Linked DNA regions of Drosophila melanogaster: regions 1 and 2 are each linked to region 3. A link is a contact called in public Hi-C and HiChIP or PLAC-seq data. All regions are on one chromosome and are shown on one strand. The core of a region is the stretch at or near the end of the contact, and the rest is flanking DNA. Distances in the headings are between cores, read along the strand shown.

Region 1 (3,087 bases), core at 76-2,575, 370 kb after region 3:
CGGACAGACGATCTCCCAGCTGCCTGGCCAGCGTTAGGTGCCTCTCGCAACAGATGGCCGCCTCGTCGAAGCGACCCATTACCTTGAGGGTGTTGCCCAGATTGCCAGAGGACTTGGCCTCGCCCAGTCGGTCGTTCATGCTCTTGGCCAGCGTAAGATCGTGTTTGTGGTACTGCATCGCCTTGTTGTAGTCGCCTAGGTAGAAGTAGGCGTTGCCCAGCTGGGAGTAGATGGCGGACAGAGTGCGAAGATCCTCGGTTCCGGCCTGAATGGCCGCCTGGAAGAAGGCCACGCCCGCCCGGCAGTCACCCGCCTTGCAGAGGCGTTCACCCTCGAGGGCCAGTTCCAGGCACATACTGGATCCTCCGTCGGATCCGGAACCCTGCTGGGAGTTGCCGTCGTGGGAAGTAGTTCCTCCTCCGCCCGATCCCAGTCCCAAACTGGACACATTCTCCGCGGACGCAGAGAGCGAGGACATTCTGCTGCGAAGTCTCGCCTTTTTGTCGCGATGCTCCTTTTTGAGGGGCAGGTGCTCTGAAAACTGGGAGTTGTCCACTTTGCGGCGATGTTTTGGGGTCGATCTTTGGGGTTTTTAGCTAGCCTCTGGCTGGTTTTGAACTGCTGGTGGGTAAACTTAACTGCGACAGGTGAAATTTCAGCAATTAAGCGATCTTTTGTACCGTTTTTTTGACTAATTAGTGCGTTTCTGATTCACGACCAGTGTGACCGATTGGGGTCGATGAGAATACCAAGCAGATTAGAAAGAAATACCAACTTTATATGGTATGTCGTTGGATTTAAAAATAATATCTGTTATATTTTGTTTTAAGTCAATTGAACAATTTTAAATTACTTGTTATTTTTCCCCTACAACAAAGATACTATGAAAATTATATAAATAATATGCCTTTACCTCATGACCATAGCTTACATATCAGCAATATTTAGTAGCCCAATTGGTAATATTATATATATAATTACATTGTTTGATGGTTAATGTATGCATGCCGTTTGATTTAAAACTAATTTTTTTTTAACTTTAAGAAAAAGCAGTTTAAATTCATTTATTAGAATTCGAATTAGAAATCTTATCAGATGGTTGCCCTAATTTGAGAAATGTTAGCCACTGCAAGACCATAGCTTATAAAGGATCAATACTTATGAGCCAAGCTAAAACACAATTTTATCATAGTCTTTTCTTATTTTTGTAACGTATTAGTAAAATCTAAAATATATTGGCATAGTTAACATTTATCATTTTCGGTCAACAAGCCATAGCCCTCATCCCTATCAACCGTAGTTGGTAGCCAGCACTTTTGCAGACGCGCTTTGCAACACTAATCGCTTCAAAGATGGCGTCACTTCTACGGTGTCTGTGTGAACGATTCTAGTTGCCGCTGGAGAAAATTCGTAATTCTCGCATAAAGCGCACCTGCCGGTTACCAAAATCGATTGAAAAGCGAACGTCCCATATTGCGGCGCGATAAGCGGGTGAAATTGTGGCAGTGCGTGCGCGATAGACTGTTAGAAAAGCAGTGCAAATTGGAAGTCCGGATGCTCGAAGGTGTGTGTGTGCGTCGCTTTTTTTGTGCGGTTTTCAGCTGCAGTCGGCCAACAGTGCAACGCAAACATTGTGTTCTAAATTACATAAAGCAGGGAATTTCTGCACGAAGGCAACCGAAAAAAGGACTAAAAGGAAAAAATTAGCCACACAAAAGGAGAGCGAGTGCGACAGGGAAGGAGGGATACAGAGCGAGCGAGAGGTCGATAACGATAGCCTTGTTTGGTTATCGCCCTCGATAGGAAATAAAAACGGGAGAAAAACTTGAAAGCAGCGGCGTCTTTCAGTTCGCCGGTGTGCCCGTGCGTTGGATGGTATTTTGTGGTATTTTCATTCATTTTTGGGACTGTAGTGTGACCGTGTGTGGGAGAGAGCCGCCTAAATAGAGAGCGCGACGCGCAACAACAGTTTCTGTGGTGAGTTGAAACGAAACTCACCACGCTCTCACCCAGAAATCTGGCACAGTGGTCTCGAAACAAAAGCCAAATGAGTAATCGCACCTGGGGAATCTAGCTAAATATCAGCACCAAACAATTGAAAGTCAGCTAGATGAAAACAATAACAATAGTAATACTATTCGAAGTACTAATACTAATCAATTGGAGGCAGGCTTTTCGTTTGTGTGTGCCTGCTCCCTCTCGCGTATAGTATATACCCATGTGCCAGAGAGAGCAAGCCGAAAACGAAAAGAGAGCGCGAGAGTCGGACGAAGGAAAAAAATATCGCCACAGTTGCCGTATGCCGCCTTCGTCGTCGGTTGCAAAAGATATAGAAATCTTTTATATACACACATACGCAGTCGGTTTTTAATAAATTCTGCAGCGAAAATTCCAAGCCCGAATAAAGAAGGAGAAATAAAAGGCAACTAAACAAAGCCGAGTGCAAAATTAAAGCCAAATTTCCAAGGCGAATGCAAATTTTTCAAGTGCGCAGTAAGCGGCTAAATCCCCAGACGCAATTCGGTGTTTCAAAAGTTTTAATAAATAAATAAATATGTAATTACGCTCGCAATCCAGCCAGCCCGCACACACACACGCACACACAAATACACGCACGCAATCGGTTAGAATTCGTATGAGCATATATATTTTTTACTTATATTATTTTTAGAATATCGATTTTGTGCCGCGTGCGTGTGTGTGTCTCTCTCGCACCGAGTGTGTGTGCCTGTGTGTGTGTTTGAAACATACATATTTATGATAAGTGTGTGTGTCAAGCAGTAAAATGTGTTAAGAATTATGTTCATATAGACACAAGTTACCTAATCTTACTCCTCTTACCTAAATGAGGAAAAAGGCAAAATAGATGAAAGGAATCAACAAACCGAAGTGAAGCAAAAGATAGAGCAAAGGCAACAGCGAAAAGAGCCCCATCAAAACAGCTGCGCTCTCTCACCTTTTACTCATCTTCCCATCCTCTCTCTCTACCCATTCACATTCTTACGCTTCTCCCATTCCCCAAAGTGCGCCCCACTCACTCACACACGTTCGCCATTAAAGATCTTTGTGTATTTTGCTTTGACACCG
Region 2 (2,792 bases), core at 250-2,749, 390 kb before region 3:
TACGAGCACAAGTCGCTGCTCATTATGGGCAGGGGCTTCAACTTCGCCACCTGTTTGGAGGGCGCACTGGTAATCCATTTGATAATTTGAGCTATAATTTAATCGAATCTCATTTATGCATCGTAATGCATGCATGGGAACGTAATGATGGAAAATAACCGATGTCAACAATTCACTTAACTTGTTTATTTGCCAAGTGCACTTAAATTAATTATTATGTTTGTCCCACGCTTCATGAGCTGAATTTAATCAATTAACTTGCTCATTGCAGAAAGTCAAGGAGCTGACGTACATGCACAGCGAAGGAATCCTGGCTGGAGAACTGAAACACGGACCACTGGCCCTGGTGGACAAGGAGATGCCCGTGCTGATGATCGTGCTGCGGGATCCGGTGTACACCAAGTGCATGAATGCACTGCAGCAGGTGACGTCCCGCAAGGGCAGACCGATCCTAATCTGCGAGGAGGGCGACAACGAGACCATGTCCTTCTCCACGCGTTCGCTGCAGATCCCGAGGACCGTGGACTGCCTGCAGGGCGTGCTCACGGTGATTCCGCTCCAGCTGCTGTCCTACCACATCGCCGTGCTCCGCGGCTGCGACGTGGACTGCCCCAGGAACCTGGCCAAGTCGGTGACCGTGGAGTAGGCGCCCCAACTATCTGGCTAACTGGCTCGCACCGTCTCAAGAATTCCATTTTAGTATCTGCCTGAGAAAAACAAAACAAACCCTAGCACTTAAGTTAAAATTTTCTGGTATTTTGTCGGATCAAAATCCGAACCCTTAACCCATTTGTGCTCCTTCTGGCTGAAGCCACATATGTTTAACCCCTACATTTGTAGCTGTACTGACCCTTTGTGTTGTGGACCCACTACTTTTTGTGAATGTGCAATTGAAATATAATTATTTCCAGTTTTTCTTTAAAAGTGTTTTGCTGCTTTCAATTAAAAATGGATTGGAAAATGTTTAACCAGTAAATTTGTTTGAAAACGGGAAAAACCAAACAAAGATCTATATGTACCTCACTTTACAAAAAATGCTTATCTGACATTAAACATTTGTTTCAAATGTTTAAAAAACGAGGGCCACGTCACGTTATTGCTTACGTTATGTTAATCACGTTGTAAATTTTAGAAAAAGAAAAATTACATATATATTTAATTCTGATAAAACTAAATAAAAATAAATTCTGATAAAAATAAATGATATTCCGAGCACTTAAGTAGTGTGAAATCGATAAGCCGCATAAATTTGAATGTCCTATTTTCAATTTCAAATCAAGTGGTAAATGGGGAAAAAATAAGTTTGTTCTCGAAAAGTAATTCTTTCTGGAAGATATTTCAAAATCATATTTAAAAACAACATTAAATAAATTAAATCAGTTGCGAGCCGGTTGGGACATCTCTATTAACCGTAGCTATCACATCGGTCGATATCTATCGCAACGCAACGCAAACGAATTGAACAACAACCCTGCTCTTTTTCTTTTGGACCCGTAGAACCACATGTCTGGTAACCGATTTTGATTTTCGTTTCGGCGGTATAATGCTCCAATTAATTGACTAATTGCGGTTAATTGACAAGACAAGTGAACGGCGCAAGTACGGTGCAACCAATAACGCAGCGAGTGTGTGTGCAATTGCGAAAAAACCCGATAAATAATATTCGTAACGTTCTGCCCAGCAGCGCGTGAGTGAGTGCGAGCGAGAGGCAGTGATTCGAGGTGCGTAGTGGTGCGAAAGTGTGTGTGCAAGGAAACCCGCAAAAGCAAAAGCAAAGCAACAATAACAACACACGCACGCACACACACACTTGTGTACGTGTTAACACGCGGAGCGGAAAGTGCGTAGTGAACATACGAAACGTACGAAACAAGAAGTGGGAGAGATAGCGGAATAAAATACAATTCTTGTTTCCATTTCAATCTCCTCTGGTGCGTATTCAAATCAATCTGAACCTTAACTTGTGTATGTGTGTGTGACCGCGTGCATCGTTTTGAAATTCGAGGCGAGCTGCAGTCGAAATCAGCTGTTTTAAAAGGCCCGACCAGGGCGGCACTAACAGCAATGCAGGCCGTTAGCCGAGTGCATTGGATATTGCATAATATTGGGTGAAGCGAAAACAGGGATATTGTGGTAGGCCACAGGGTATAATAAAACCAAATTGTAGCTATAAACGCAGTTTCTTTTATTTGCACCTTTAATTCGCTTCGATTTCCTGTCGTATTACCGGTTACGTTCAACGCCATGCCATTACGTTGTACTCCAGTTTGGCAAGTGGGCAGCTCGCTTTGCGGCAGCCCTGGTCGCTTAGCGTTGTGTTGCTGCTTCCTCTTCCTCTTGTGTGGGGCAAAAATCTAACCTCACTTCTTCTTCTTCTTTGGAACACTGCTGTGTGTGGCTGCTGCATAATAATATAATACCTCTCGATTCACGATTGGTCGTGCCTCGCAACGGATTTTCTCCGCTCGCCCAAACTGCAGTATATAATCGTGCAAAATCCGTGGCAGTAAATTCAATTCGCCGAGGAGCGTGACAGCTGAGGAAAATCGAGAAAACGGCCGCTGGGAGAGGCTTTTCCGATGGCCAGTTCCTAAAAAATCACCGCACTCCTCGGGAGGCTCTTCTGCAGTCCCACAAGAATAGTAATCCCCATTGCGAAAGCCCCAAGTTCAAAGTGCAGTGTATGTGCGTATGTGTGTGTGCTGTAATAGTTGCATTAAGTAAAGATGTAAATATTATTGCAGAAGGGCGAACTTGAGATTAATCGCCGTAATTGAGCAACAAACACCTCG
Region 3 (2,999 bases), core at 28-2,527:
CCGGTCATACGTGTACCTTCCAAATGACCTGGCAATGAACCCACCTTCTCGCGAATTTCCTTCAGCTGCGCCACGTTCAGGCCGTCCAGCTGGATGGCCTCCTCCTCGCGCTTCAGGGTCTCGGCATCTGGGGGATTGGGAATTAGAAAAAGGGGGCGGTTATCGCAACGCTGACGTGTACCAAACAAAACTCGTCGTCGCGAGAGGGGGGCGTGTCTACGTACCGGTGCGGGAGCCCTCCTTGAAGGAGCCCAGATCAAGGTCGATGGTCTCCGTTGTGGCGGCCTCGTCATCGGCGGCTATTTGATTGATGCCTAATCAGACGCGAATCAGACGCCAATTAATAATTAGGTTAAAACACCGGTTCAATGCGGCGTGGCAAATGTGCACACTTACCTGCTAGGAGCAGCAGGCCCACCAGCAAAAAGTACTTCATGATCTTTGGTAGCTTGATTTACGGAGCTCGAGCTATCGGTTCGTCCGGCGAAAGGCCACGTCACGAATAACAGATGCAATAAATTAGTCCGCACTTGCGTCGCCTGCTTTGATTTTTTTTTACTGACGCCGACAAGCGGCTGGAAGGCCTTTAAATGCCTCGCAGAGTGACCGTATTCCGGCGCTGGAACATTCTAAGCGCATTGGAAGGAAATACCAGGGGCTGCACTGGAAATAGGATATATATACAGCACAGAGCACGAAAATAGTGTAATTTAAATAAATTTAATGTTTGCTTATTTGAAAGCCCATACATTCATAGAATCTATTTGGGATTTAGTTTACAAGAGGATGTAGTGTCAAAACTCTACTGTTAAATATATTTAATTTGATAATTTACATTCTTATATCAATAGTTTACAAAAGGGAACACTTAGGCCGGTAGATATATGATTTATATTTGAAACAAATTAGTATCTTTTCATGTATACAACAACTAAGCTTTAAAATAATAAATTCTTCGGTCGGTTGCACAACAACTTCGTGTATATACAATTTTTAAGCTGCCAAAATAGATAACTGAGAACTTATTGATATAGCAAAGTAATGATAAAAATATGAATTGAAATAAAATATAAATTCCTGACAGAGATCAAGGAAATCCATTTCGTTTTAGAATATATAACATATGATTTTGTACCGTTCGGTTTATTTTACAATGTTAAGTTAAATATTTTAATGTTGGTATTTTTATTTGCCATGGCGTTAAGGTTCCGCACCCACATGTGGGTGGACTTGTGCTGGTATTTTCACCCGAGCCATTTTGGTATTTTGCGACGTTCCCGCTGCGGTCACTCTGGGCACGAGGCTTGTTTATTGGGCGAAATTTAATGATTCGCTGTAATCATACAACATTTGCGTCAGTTGCCAAACACCGACCCAGCCAAAATTCCGCTTCGGCCACAAACCGACTCTTATATATTCATAAAACAACCGATCCGCAGCCGCCACTCCAGCAGCAGCAGCTTAGCCGCGAGCAACTAAACCAGAAATTGCTTCCTCGCGTGAATCGTTGAATCGGGGAATCGTCTCTATGTCGTCTGTATGCTAGTCGTGCAACAGCAGTGTCAATTAGCAGTTTCGCATAAGACCACCTCACGCGTACACTCTGCACCACCACCGCCACCGCCGCCGCCTCCGCCAGCAGCACCACCCCCCGAAATACACCCGCCCGTGCGTCCGTGAATCGTCGTGTTATCCGTGTTATACAACAAAATTGCACCAAAAGTGCCCGACATACGCCGGCCAAGAGTTGCCCGCTAACCAACGCCGATCCTCGACAGGCGGAGCGACCCGATCCCAGCGGAGAAAGCGGCTCTGCAGCAGCAACTGCAACAGCGACTTGGCAGAACTGGTCCGGATTAGCAGGTTGTCGTAAGAGGAGCAGCGACTGCAAGGGCGCAACCACAGCATTAGCACACAACACAGTCGATAGTGCAGCCCCACCAGCAGCCTCAACAATCGAAAGCGACGGCAACCGTTCGGATCCACCATGAACATCGACGACTACGAATCGCTGCCCACCACCAGTGTGGGTGTCAATATGACGGCGGGCGCAATTGCGGGCGTGCTGGAGCATGTGGTCATGTATCCGCTGGACTCCGTCAAGGTGAGAGAGACTGCATGGCCGCCTGGTAATCGGAGGAGCAGCGGCATGAACATAACACGACCTAACCTCACTATCAATCGGAATTTTGTGTGTGCCGCCGCTGCTTTGGCATAATCGTGATGTAATTGCCCACGTCTCGAGTGCAACCAAGAGTTGCGTTTCTCATTAAGAGCTCTGGGTGGTATAGCCACATATAGCCGCTCTGAACGCTTATCGTAGCACGTTCCATTGGTTTATGCTTCCGCGATAAGATTAGCCATAGTAATTGGACTAGCTCTTATCGGCGGAGCGTTCTCATCGTTCTTCTGAAAATTCGGTAGGGCCAACCAAGTGCACAAGTCCGCCACTTAAGCGTATGCAAATGCCCACCTCGTAATGACGTTCGCCGCAAGTATATACACATATGTATATGGTTATATGTAAATATGTACATATGTACACCACGCATTCAATACCTATTATTGACCGATTCTTGTTTCGTTGTATTTCACTCAGCTGGCTGGTGGCTCGAGCACTTATTGATTTTCGTGGCCACATGTGTCAATCGCGCAAGTGACAGCCGGCAGGCAGTTGGTTGCCAGTCTAAAGCCTGGTCGGTATTCCCGGCGTCATCGTTATAATCTAGATTCTGGACACAGTCCGTTTGACGAGCTAAAATTCGTGAAGTTTTAAAAGCCAGAGAGCGGAAAACCAAATTGGACACCAATTGAGGCCGCTTGCTTGCAATAATTACCTATCACCGGGTTCTCTTATCACGGCACACACACAATACACCATCGGGATGAATGAATCATGTTGGCTCCGCGATCTCTTCGAACGCAGCTCTATCGGGCTTTTATGCAATGGAAACTTCTATCAGTTCGTCGCAGAGAACCCTTTAATTAGATTTCCCCCA

The links. A called contact is a pair of places that touch in the nucleus more often than the background predicts. HiChIP or PLAC-seq counts read pairs in DNA pulled down with a chosen protein or histone mark.
Region 1: a POLR2A S2P HiChIP or PLAC-seq map of the Kc167 cell line shows a contact between it and region 3, with 2.3 times the contacts expected there. The contact joins the promoter of wdb here to the promoter of mfrn in region 3. A contact is called at or near these places in 2 of 107 Hi-C or Micro-C datasets (embryo and pre-blastoderm embryo) and 1 of 6 datasets of contacts at active chromatin or transcription factors (the Kc167 cell line).
Region 2: a contact with region 3 is called in a Hi-C map of the S2 cell line, with 5 times the contacts expected there. The contact joins the promoter of larp here to the promoter of mfrn in region 3. A contact is called at or near these places in 7 of 107 Hi-C or Micro-C datasets (the D17-c3 cell line, the Kc167 cell line, the S2 cell line and 1 more) and 3 of 6 datasets of contacts at active chromatin or transcription factors (all in the Kc167 cell line).

What each region holds. Positions count from the first base shown.
Region 1 is chr3R:27,580,479-27,583,565 of dm6, reverse strand. wdb (widerborst) reads left to right here and starts at 1,325. Exons shown (of 9, transcript NM_170340.2): 1 at 1,325-1,977. pins (partner of inscuteable) reads right to left here and starts at 726. Exons shown (of 2, transcript NM_080260.4): 1 at 1-726. The coding sequence starts at 478.
Region 2 is chr3R:28,335,147-28,337,938 of dm6, reverse strand. It overlaps larp (La related protein), which reads left to right and starts at 1,499. Exons shown (of 7, transcript NM_170365.4): 1 at 1,499-1,931. Gfat2 (Glutamine:fructose-6-phosphate aminotransferase 2) reads left to right here. Exons shown (of 2, transcript NM_143360.4): 1 at 1-69; 2 at 272-920. The coding sequence ends at 646. It also overlaps asRNA:CR46104.
Region 3 is chr3R:27,946,299-27,949,297 of dm6, reverse strand. mfrn (mitoferrin) reads left to right here and starts at 1,277. Exons shown (of 6, transcript NM_143343.3): 1 at 1,277-2,104. The coding sequence starts at 1,988. It overlaps Gp93 (Glycoprotein 93), which reads right to left and starts at 587. Exons shown (of 5, transcript NM_143344.3): 1 at 397-587; 2 at 225-314; 3 at 45-127. The coding sequence starts at 436.